2 separate regions of the Mus musculus genome follow, and region 2 is linked to region 1. The links are chromatin contacts, called in public promoter capture Hi-C maps. All regions are on one chromosome and are shown on one strand. Each heading gives the region's core, a stretch centred on a gene start, on an enhancer-like site or on the middle of the called end of the contact. The rest is flanking DNA. Distances are from core to core; before and after follow the strand shown. Region 1 holds the start of Mrs2 (MRS2 magnesium transporter). Region 2 holds the start of Uqcrfs1 (ubiquinol-cytochrome c reductase, Rieske iron-sulfur polypeptide 1).

Region 1 (5,976 bases), core at 1,728-4,227:
TTGTGCTTATATTTATATATGTTCTAGGACACAGAAGAAGGTATCAGACCCCTGGAGCTGCGCTAATGTGGCTGTGAGCCAGCAGGTGTGGGTGCCGAGAGTGAAAGTCATGTCTCCTGGAAGAGCAGCAGGTGCTTAGCCATCTCCTCAGCCCCTAAGTCATGTTCACAAACGAGCATAGTAACATACAGTGATGCTATTTCAGTTTGGTACTCTAATCCTCATAATTACCTAAGGCAATAATTCCTAGTTATTAATGAAAAAAACCAAGGCACAAGTCGTCACAATAACTTGTCTTACGTCCCCCTACGGAAAGAGAGCACACTGAGTTTAAACTTAAGAAGTCTGGCTCAGGTTTAAAACTTTTGGAAACCATAAAAGCTTACAAAACGAGCTGCAAAAACAATTTACAATTTTACTTAGGTTATTTATGGCTAACACTTTGTCACCAAGGGCCTAATTTCATAAATGCACATGCAGAGCACAGGAGGTGTGCATTAATTCACCCAGGTCCCTGAGAATCAGTTCACAGTTTTAGAGATCATAGCCACCCTTCCCGGGCATGCACACCTCTTCCAGGGGATTCTAAACAGACTCAGATAAAATATGAAGTGTTCACTAAGGAGGCTTTGGGGCTGTGGCTCAGTTGGCAGAGTGCTTGTCTGGCACACAAAAGGCCCCAGGATCAATAACCAGGCTGCATAAAGTAGGTGTGGTGGCGCATTAAATCATGGGATAGTGGCACACACCTGCTACACTACAACTTGAGAGGGCAGAGCCAGGCGGACAAGTTCAAGATCACCCTAGACCACATAGCAAGTCTGAAGTGAGCTAAGTTACATTAGACTTGTTCTCCCTCCAACCCCTTCTCCCCAGCCTCCAACCCCTTCTCCCCAGCCCCCTGAAAAAAAAGAAAAGAAAAGAAACATGCTTCTGGTGGAAGCCTTTAACACGTACTACAAAAACACCTTAATTTTATCGACAAGGGGAAAACGTCTGAGCTGTCATTGGAAGAGCCTGTTCCGTATAGCCAGAACCCCAGTCATCAGCAAAGCTTCAAGACTTCCTCTAGACCAATCTCTCAGGAGCTTGGGTCACTGGCCAAACACAGCACAGAGGCAAATACCTCCTCTGACTCCAACCCTGTGAACTGGCAAGTGATTGGACGCTGCGTACTCACCACAGCAAACACCTGGGCCACGCTGGCTAAAGTGGCTTGAGAGGCATCCGAGGTTCTAAACCGGAGCACATCACCTGAGAACAAAGGAGAGAATGAATGGCCCGTGCTAACCCATTTTCTTGGAGGGGAAACTGTAGCTCTAATAGTCCATGGAGCCTTAAGAAGACACTTGTTTGGTTAGGCTTCCAGCTAATCATTCTATCCATCTTCTTACCCACCACTTCCATGTACTAAACTCATACAACTTGTTAACTGAGGTCTGTCTGTCCTTGCTCTGTGATTAGAAAGGTCAGTTGGGGCTGGGGCAACCAGTGCCTGTCTAAAATGCACAAGGCCCTGGGCTTTGTCCAAAGCACTGTACAAAAGTAATAAAATAACACTTACATTTGTTTATTGGGTGTGTTTGAGTACTGTGGAAGTCAGAAGTCTATTCTCTCCTTCTACCATGTAAGCTCTAGGGACAAGAGTCACAAGTTAAGTTCCTGGGTCTTACAGACCACTTGGTTCCCAAGTATTATCAAGGGAGGAAAAAAGCTTGTGGCAAAAGACCTGGGTGTGGGGAAGGGGGTGTTGACTGACAGCAGCTCATTATGGGAAAAATTTAAGTACAATTCAAAAAAGAGTAGTAGCCCAAACCACTCTTGTCAGGACTGTTTCTGTGCAGTCACATTTGTGGAAAACGCTGTCCTCAGGTTTCACCAAAGCATCAGCAAAGAAAGACTCCTCTGTCTTCCCCCAGCGTTTTTTGCTCCCTTGGCTGGCTACTTGCAGAGTAGACTTCGCCAAGGGTTAATTAATGCTCATCACTGGCTTCACATTCAAACTCAGTTCTAGGAATTCCCTACTTTATTCCAAGGCAACTATGTAACTGTATCAATGTGCCCAGAAGAAAGTAACATAATAAACAGAATTAATAACACCCCAACCTTGCTAATTGTAGCTTCCTGCTGCCCAACATCGACTTTGGTCTGGGCTCCACAGCAGAGTTTCAAGCCAGCTTGGATTACTGTGAGACCACGACTCGAAACAAACAAAACTCCCACCTAACAGAATTCTGGGACACGAAAATAGAAGGGAGCATAAGGAAGTAAAAGGGCCAGTAGGATGAGGGGGTTTCAGGAAAAAGTATGTATAAAAGTGCTGTCATAAACCCTTTACTTTGGGCTGAGCAGATGGCCAGCAAAATGCATGCCGCCAAGCCCTGCGTTAAGACAACTGATTCGAGCAAGCTGTCATCTGACCTCCACATACAAACTCAGAGAAGGCCGTTTAAATGCTAATTTTAAAACAATAACAAAACAAACGAAAGTAGCCAATGAGGCGGTTAACGCTTCTAACGGCTTCATTCAGAAGGATGAGACCGGACTGCTGTCAATTGGCGGCCAGCCTGGGCAACACAAGGAGACCCTGTCCCAATAAGCAAGAAACCGCAATCAAGTCCTCGCAGTGCTGGCCGGAGCACTGAGGGCCGGGTGAGCCCGGCAAGGCCGAGCGGCGGTGAGGATGGCGGGGCCAAGGGCAGGCGGGACAGAGGCCGCCGGGGCCCCGCGGGACGCGCGTACCTGCAGCGCGGGCTGTGCTCGACGCTTTCGGGCTCCGGGAGCGCAAAGGGGTCGCGCGGCCGCCGCAGGCAGCGAGGCTCAGGCGCGCGACCGCCGTCCACAGGGCCCTCCGGGGCTGCGCGGCGCGGGGCAGCAGCCCGGGCAGGCAGCGCAGGCATTCCATGGCGCGCGGGCAACCGGGAAGCCGCCCCAGGACGCCGGTCCGACATGCCGGAACTCGGGTCAACCGGCTCACCGCGACAACCGCGCACCGCGCCTGCGCGAGCCGTCCCGCGCCTGCGCGCTGCCGTCCACGCATGCTCCGGCGTGGTGTCTGGTGACTGCCGACCCGGTCTGCGTCCGTAACAGAGCCAGGACGTGCAAGTGTGAAGGTAGACTGACCAAAGCAGCTCAGCTCCGAAAGTGTCCATTGTTTCGAGGAGCTGCGGATTGATTCTACTTTCTGGAAAGGTCCCCTATGTATCTATGTATGCACAAATATACAGTTGGGAGATGAGGAAGTTACCACTATTAGTAAATCAAATAAGTTTTATTTAAGGCTACTGTGTTTAAAACTCACTTTGAAGGGACAGTGCGTTAAGCTTTTGCTGTAGAACAAGGAAAAGCCCAAGCGAGCAGTGTGCTGGCGCATAGCTGCAATCCCTCCAGAGTTCAAGGTCATTCTTAACTAGAGTGTAAGGCCAGTCTGCACTACTTGATATCAGTCTAGTTAATCACACCCCTCAGCCCGCCCCCAGAGAAAATAAATATTTGTCAATAGACTTGTTGTTTACATCACAATACTAAAGACAGACTTGAGTTTCAGAACTTTCTTCACTGATATATGAACATGGAGCTATGGGGATGTTGGACTATTTATCTTGCCGGGCACTAAGGATTGAGTAGAACAGTGGGAAGCTGTGGACAAAAGGAAAGTTCCAGAAGAGACCATGGATGTTTGGCTTGGACACCGAGAGCTAGAAGTACTTTAAGCATTGCTAGTAGGACGAGCCTTGAATGTACAGAAAGGACATGATAGAGGTTTCACTTCATTAGAACTTTGATGTGCTAAATCTTTGAAAAACATGTGCCAGGAAATAGTCATTCAAGAAAAATAATTATTTAAAAAACACTTCATTGCCGCCGCCCCCTACCCCGCACCATGACATGACCTTTGAAAAACATTGGGCAAGTGCTGGCAGCTGTTCAGACACATGGTCTTGTTAATAGTCCAATTTATGTTTATTGGTTTTTTGTTTTATTTTGTTTTGTTTTTCGAGACACGGTTTCTCTGTGTAGCCCTGGCTGTCCTGGAACTCACTCTGTAGACCAGGCTGGCCTTGAACTCAGAAATCCGCCTGCCCCTGCCTCTCGAGTGCTGGGATTAAAGGCGTGCGCCAACCATGCCCGGCTTTATTTAGGTTTTTAAAAGCAGGGTTAGGACATTGAACAGAACACCTTGGACATGTCAGGCCAATGTGGCACGTTGTTACTCAGGACTCAAAACTGTCTGAGCAGTAAAGCACATATTAGGTCATTGTATCCAGCCCTAGAATTAGCACCAAATCTAGGACTTTTCTCCACCATGAAGTTGTTAAAAGAAAAGGTAAAGCCACTGCAAATTAAGGGAGAAAATGGACAAACAGCACATCAGGTTAACTGCAACAAGACAAAACGAAAAACCAACCAAACCAACCAACCAACAAACAAACCAACAAACAAACAAACAAAAACAAAAACAAAAAAACCCACCCATGACTATAGTATTCTATCTGAAAAAAAAAATCAAACCAACGTCAAGCTGGGTGTAGTGGTATGTGCTATAACCTAAGCCCATGGGAAATGGAAGCTGAGCAACTAGAGTCAAGGCTAGCCTCGGCTACATAGTAAGGTCCAGGCTAGCCTTATCCGAAAAACAAAATCAATCGGTCTCCTGCAGAGGGGATCCATCTTGCCTTGTATCCTAACTAGTCCCCTCTACACCTCAAGGTGGGATTGAACTTTACGCTGCTTAAGCCTCAAGGTGGGGTTGACCGGTAGGATCCGCTTCCAGGGTTAGGGCCTCACATCCTATCCTGCACCTCCTCTAAGCTGCGAAGCTCGGAGATCCCTCTCCTTCTAAGTTCTTTGGGTTGCCTGGCAAAAGCTTATTAAAGATGTAAGAGATCTTTTGGTTTGGGACATTTGGAGTCAACACCAGTGTTCTGGACAATTTTATTTAGAAAGGAGTCATGAGCTACTGACTATGGCAGAGGGCAAAGCTTCCAGACCAAATAAAGTTAACATTTTCTATGCCACATTGAGGCTTTCCTAGGGCAACCCTTTGTGGGGGCTCAGATCTGCTGCTTCTCCTCTTGGTTTGTTCCCAATCCCAGCTCCCAGCCCTAATGATCAGCGTCCTGATAACCCTGACATGTGAGCCATGCATTGCAGGAAGCGGGTGCCTGGTGGCTATGGGCCAGGGCTTGGGGACAGCCACACTTTCTGCAACACTATGCAATTCCTGGAGCACCTGCCAGGATCAAAGCCATGATGGAGCCTGCAGGCCAAGAGCCAGGCCCAACCCTGCTGGCTGGAGAAGCGTTTTGCCCTTAACTTCCCTGGCCACAGTCAGCCCTGTCCCATGGCCTCAGTCTGTCCAGTAGCTCCCATGCCCACTGTCCCTGCCTCCATGGGGCTTGCTAGGGTTTTTATACCTAGAGAAACGTTCCCCTCCCCTCTGGGCCTCCTTTTACTCTGACCTGTGAATATTTTTAACTCTGTAAATAAGACCAGCTCTTGGAAAACAGAGACTATTTTATCAGCTGTCAGTCCTTTTCTTGTTCGATGATGCACCCCACAGGACATTTCTACTCAGGCTCTAAGGAACAAATAAAAGTGTTTTGAAGGTCTTCCACCAGGAAGCCCTCTCAGCTTTCATCATTCAGGGCAGCCGTCATTGGAACTGAAGGCTCCTCTGAGAGGGTTGGCCTTTCTCCCATCTGGTGCTTCCCTCTTTTCAGAGGTGGACAACACCTGGCTTCTTGGGACCTGTTGGGGCAGCTGTTTCCCTTTCGTTGGTTTCTGCAGTAGTAGGAGCTATTGGCTCTTTCAGCTTGCTTATCTCTGGGGTTCCACCACCCTAAGAACTTTATGTATTAAAAAAAGGTTTATTAAGCCCCAAACTTTTGAGGCTGGAAGTCCAAGGCAAGGTGGTTCTGTCAGTTTGGTTTCTGGTGAGGGCTGCCTTGTTCTTGTCACAGCATGGAGGAGGAG
Region 2 (5,489 bases), core at 2,990-5,489, 5.5 Mb after region 1:
GGGATATCAGACAACTTGATCTCGATCTTCGACATGGCCAGTACGTCAGCAGAAGCACTCATGCTGGAAACAAACTGGGAGACCACATTTTTGGCCGCATAAGCAACACCCACAGTAGTAGTTGCAGTTACCAGGTAAGAGAAGCCTTTTCTAGCCTCACTGCTTTCTTTAGAAGATTTTGTGCTATCAAGAACTTCAGCACGACGATAGTCAGAGAAGTCGGGCACCTTGACATCTGTATGGGAAAAACGGACAGAAGCAGGAACTGCAAGACAAAAAGAAAAAAAAAAAAAACCAACATAATTAAAAGGATGTCTTGAAAAGGGTACACATTAGCAAAGACTTTTGAGTTATAATGGCAAATAACACAATAAACAGATATTTAAGTTTAAAAAAAACCAATTGCTTAGGTAGACTATCCAACTACACTAAATAAACTTAGTCCACCTTACAAATTGCTGTGTGACCATTTCACTCAGCCTAGCCTTGTATCTCTGCTATGTGCTTTCTGTAAAAACTACTAGCTAAAAGTTTGTAACATACTAATTACAAGACAATAAGCCTCGTGTGTTTTTTGGTATACTTTATAGAAAACTTAAGGATTGATAATTTTAAATTCCAGGGCATAAATTGATATTACTTTATCTTCAAAAAAGCCTCTAGTGTCAGAGAATAACAACTATTAGAACAGGTAGCAGCACTCAATAAAATCTGCAAAGTAATTATTAAATTTAATAAGAATAAAAAGAGGTGACTTTCATATATCTCCCCCTTTGGTAGAGTAACAACACCTATTAAAAATATCTTTTTCATACTGTGGACTCTGAGTGGGGCACTTTTCCTGGAGGTAATAAAATGGGCCAAATGTTTTGTGACAAATGAAAAAACATTTACTGTTTGCATAAACTTTGAAAGCAGAAGTGACATGTCCTCTCTCTTATGCCATTTGTAAATATCTGACAAAAGAATGGACTACTGGCATGATTCTAACTATGTTTAGAAAGTATTTCCTCATAAAATAATAGATATAACAGTTATATGTATGAAAATATGAACCCTTGCAAAATGTATGTTTTAGGAACTACCACCACATTTACTTTTTTAGGGTAAAAAAGAAGGATGTTAAAAACTGTTAAAGGTGTGCGTGGTGGCGCACACCTTTAATCCCAGCACTCGGGAGGCAGAGGCAGGCCAATTTCTGAGTTCGAGGCCAGCCTGGTCTACAAAGTGAGTTCCAGGACAGCCAGGGCTACACAGAGAAACCCTGTCTCAAAAAAAAAAAAAAAAAAAAAAAGAAAGAAAGAAAGAAAGAAAAAAGGAAAAAAAGAAAAAACTTTTATTTTCAGGAAAAAAGTTTTCAAAACAAAGATCTACTCATAACATACAATGCCACTGAACGTGGCATTACTATCTTGGTCTTTAAAGGTCTCATCCTAAGAGACCTCAATACCCAAATATTAATATTTCACCTACTTTTTACATGAGTTCAAAGTGAGTAACTTTATGGAAGTCACAAATTCAAACAAGAATGAAAACTATCAAAATTACATTTCTGATAACCCTATCATTTTGGGGGAGGAACCAAGATGTGTAGTGACAACCTAAGAGTCACAATTTGGACTTTTCGGACTCACATCACATGAACTATGTATTACCCTACCTAATATCAATGTGATGGTGTTAACTGGCATTTGGAATCAAGTAAGAATTACTCCTCCAGGACAATGCCTGGAATCACTCTTAAAAAAAAAAAAAAAAAATGTTGCATACCTAAAACAGAAAGGAGCCAAGTTCAGAGTTTTACACTCAACAGCAGCCACAACCACCACCTCCTAACAATACAAGGTAACTAAAAACACTACACAGAATGACTCATTTGCAAGAGTTTTGGTGACAAAAAAATCCAGTTATCAACTGTTCTCTGTACAGCAAGTTACACATCACCATTATCAATCAAGGGACCTTTAGGAAATTGTTTCAAAAGTCATTTCCTATATAATTTGCACAAGTTGTATTAAGCATAGGTGCTTAATTTAATTCCAACATGATACATGATCAGTTATTGAAATATCACCTCAAAATAGAGGAAATCTAAGGCAGGTAAACTTTTCGTAGTTGTAAAGCCAAGGTACCTAGAAATCTGCATGAAAGAGATTTTCCCATATGCAGACATTTTCCTCCACACACTCTCAATCTGAATCCACCCATTCTGTCACTACCTATCTTTCCATAGTCACCCAGATGGATTTTAACGGGCAATTAAGCTACGATGTAAAGTATGATTTCAGGAAAGGTTTTGGCTTTGTTTCTACATTGTCTGGTTTGGAAAATGCTTTCATGAAGCAGGCACACCACCAATTTTTATCAGAAACCTTTCGGCTATCTGACAAACTGAAGTAACGCTTTCACCTCTGCAATTTTCTCTTCCTCACTTCTTACCTACTGATCCCCTAACCCAAACAGACTCAGAACAAGGTAAGTTATTACACTTCTGTCCTGAAAAGTTTTTCAAAGACCCAATAGTGCCCCTTCACATTTACCCTGAAAAAAGATCTTGACTCAAATGTATACAAAACCTGATAATGGGAGACAAAAACTAAGGAGCTATTATTCTACCGCTTTAAACCAAGGCCAGAAGTCTCAACAATAGAGAGGAGAGTGTCAACATGCTATAATGACATCAAGATATCAGCAAAAGTAAACTTTGTAATCTGACCTGACATTAAGGTTAATGGCTAAAATAGAGATAAACAGCAAACCCAGTGGGGATCATTAAAAATCTGCAGGAAAAGCTAACCATGGTGGCTCTGGGAAGACAGTCAGGAAGACCTTGAGTCTGAGGACAGCCTAGGATACATAGTGAGACCCTGCCTCAAAGAGAGGCAGGACAGACAGACAGAGAGGCAGGATTAGAATGAATGCAGAGTGAAAAGCTGTCTAAGAAGGCAATTTGGTTGACATGTAGAAAGGTCATAAACTCAACCCCAAGCAGTGCCAAGTAGGTAATACACTGAACAATCATAGTATGTTACTTTGCTTGGTATAGAGGAGAAAGCTATATGGATGCGATCTTCATTCTTTTAAAGTGAATGATATTTCTAAACTCAATGGTCCCTGTGAACTTGAAATCAAGGTTTAATCTACTTGAAAAAGTGAAGAGTCAGTCAACTATCGGAGCAGAAACCAAACGAGCCCAGTGCAGCTTCCCACATTTCAGGAGACACCAGAAAGCTTTCTAGATTTTTAAGTCACAAGGGAATGTGAAGCAGACTTAGATAAACTAGGAAGAGACCGCACTGCATAGATTCCCACTGTGTGGGTCACTTCACCTCTGTTTTCTGTATTAAAAAAAAAAAAAAGTATCATTTCTGACTGCCTCGCCTTCACGACTAAGTAAGATTATGAAAGCCGTAGAGCCTGGTATCTGAAACCACTGCTGATCCCCTACAGTGGAACTGACAGGGCTGGTTTTGTGTCTATAGGGATGGGGCTGCTAGGGAGTTAAGATGCTGAAAAGCGACTGTACCAGTACACTGACAACTTCCTACATGGTTGTTTCAATTTCTATTTTGAACACTTATCGTCTAAACCGTACCAATGGCTTTACATAGAATTCTCTAGTGTAAGACTCACAACACCCCTACAAAGTTGTGGTAACATCGAGGAAACTTGCCCAAGGTCAAATTCCTGTAACTAACAGTATCTTAGCCATGATACAGGGAGGCCGATCTTAATCAAGAAAGTCAAGTGAAGCCTGAGGAGGGAACCCAGACTGACGTGCAGACCGGCTCCTGACTCCTGGGGGATGCAGCTACGGGAGCATCCCGTCACCGTGAGCCCGCCTGCTCCGGGGAGCGCTCGGCCTGCCAAGGTAGCCGCGGCCGGCCCACCACATCCCAGCACACCGCCCTCCGCCGCCGCAGGGAACGAGATCGGGGTACTCCGAAGCCGGCTCACCGTTCAGGCCCACCGTGGCCACCAAAGGCCGGGCTGCGGCCTGGCCACTCAGGGACTCGCGGCACAGGAAGGGTCGCTTCACATCCAGAACAGGTGGCTCCGAGGCGGCGGGCACCGCGCCTTGCAGCAGAGGACGCAGCGCGCCCGCCACCCCGCGGGAAGTGGCCGATAGGACGGGCGCGAACGGGCCCGAGCGGGCGGCGACCGACAACATGGCGACAGCTGCTCAAACCACCTCGTCGGTCACAGGGACGACCTTTCGTTCGAACGACGGCCCGAAGAGGAGCGGGAGGCGCAGGGTTTGTGACGTCAGCGCGACGCCGGAAAGGGCGTTTCGCAAGGTTGAGCGAATCGGGAGGGACGCCGCGTTGGGGGCGTGGCTTCGGGCGCAGGTTGGGGCCCGGGCAGGAAAGGGCAGGGCCTGGAGACACTCTGGTGTCTGACTCGGTCGCCCTGCCCCAGGAAAACCGAAGTCGGGAGGGATTTCTTGTGGTCGTGATTGAGATCCTTCATTTAGGGCAAAACCTTAAATCGGGGACGACCGAGGCATGAGAAAAAAAAAAACAACAGGCTACTACTACTTCCTAACGCCTATCACCTAGAATAAATACCAACCGCTTTTTGTCTTTTGCCAAGACGATTTTGATCTTCTTACAACAAAAGAGCCAGAAACCTATATGCAAGGTTTGACAAAAACAAAACAAAACAAAACAAAACAAAACGGTGGCTTACGATTATTCATGATCTACTACGCTTTTGATTTGGTAGTTTCCTTCGTTGTTCATTTGTAATTATGATCTTGATGAAATAACACTATTGATACCAGCATTTTACCAGTGAAGGACCTGGTCCTTAGACCCTTTGCTCTGCATAGATTGCCAGGAAGCAGTGGAGTATTGTAGACCCCTGAGGGGTTTTTGTTTGTTTGTTTGTTTGTTTGTTTCTGAACAAGTGGGGTTTCCCAAGTGATGTTCAGCAGTACAAAAGGGAGGGACTCTTACTCTCCTTCACATAGTGAGAAAACTGCCAACTTTCTAACTTCTCTTTCAGTTCTGACTACACCACTAACAAAGTCTCTGTGAGGTGCTAATAAACGTTAATCCCTCTTACACTTGAAAATCTCCACTTTTCCAAGTAGAACAAACCTTGATTTCAAGTTCACACAGACAATTGAGTTTAGAGATGGCATTCACTTTCAAAGAATGAAGTTCTCATCCATACAACTTTCTCTATACCAAATACTTCGTTTATTCTTTTAGGGTTTAAAAAGAAAAAACAGTAAAAAAAAAAAACTAAGAATTTAAGCACTGCACACTCTGGCATGATTGTGATATGATGCTTGTATAATACATGGACTCTAGGACCTTGGCTGGTTTCTAAACCTTTGGAATTGTAAAACAATGTAGTTGTGTTGTTTTAAGACACTATGTTTGTTATAGCAGCAATGTAAAACAACACCCAGGAGATCCGGGCCCTCACAGAGGAATGATTGCAGGTGTCCTTAGCCAGGGAGGATACTTGCTGCCTAGTCT

The links. Promoter capture Hi-C pulls out the DNA fragments that hold promoters and counts their contacts.
Region 2: a contact with region 1 is called in a promoter capture Hi-C map of pre-B cells. The contact joins the promoter of Uqcrfs1 here to the promoter of Mrs2 in region 1. A contact is called at or near these places in 3 of 39 promoter capture datasets (cranial neural crest, pre-B cells and second pharyngeal arch cranial neural crest) and 1 of 115 datasets of contacts at active chromatin or transcription factors (astrocytes).

Annotation. Positions count from the first base shown.
Region 1 is chr13:25,017,340-25,023,315 of GRCm38.p6, forward strand. It overlaps Mrs2 (MRS2 magnesium transporter), which reads right to left and starts at 2,978. Exons shown (of 11, transcript NM_001013389.2): 1 at 2,743-2,978; 2 at 1,181-1,254. The coding sequence starts at 2,905.
Region 2 is chr13:30,541,077-30,546,565 of GRCm38.p6, forward strand. Uqcrfs1 (ubiquinol-cytochrome c reductase, Rieske iron-sulfur polypeptide 1) reads right to left here and starts at 4,240. Exons shown (of 2, transcript NM_025710.2): 1 at 3,958-4,240; 2 at 1-265. The coding sequence starts at 4,171.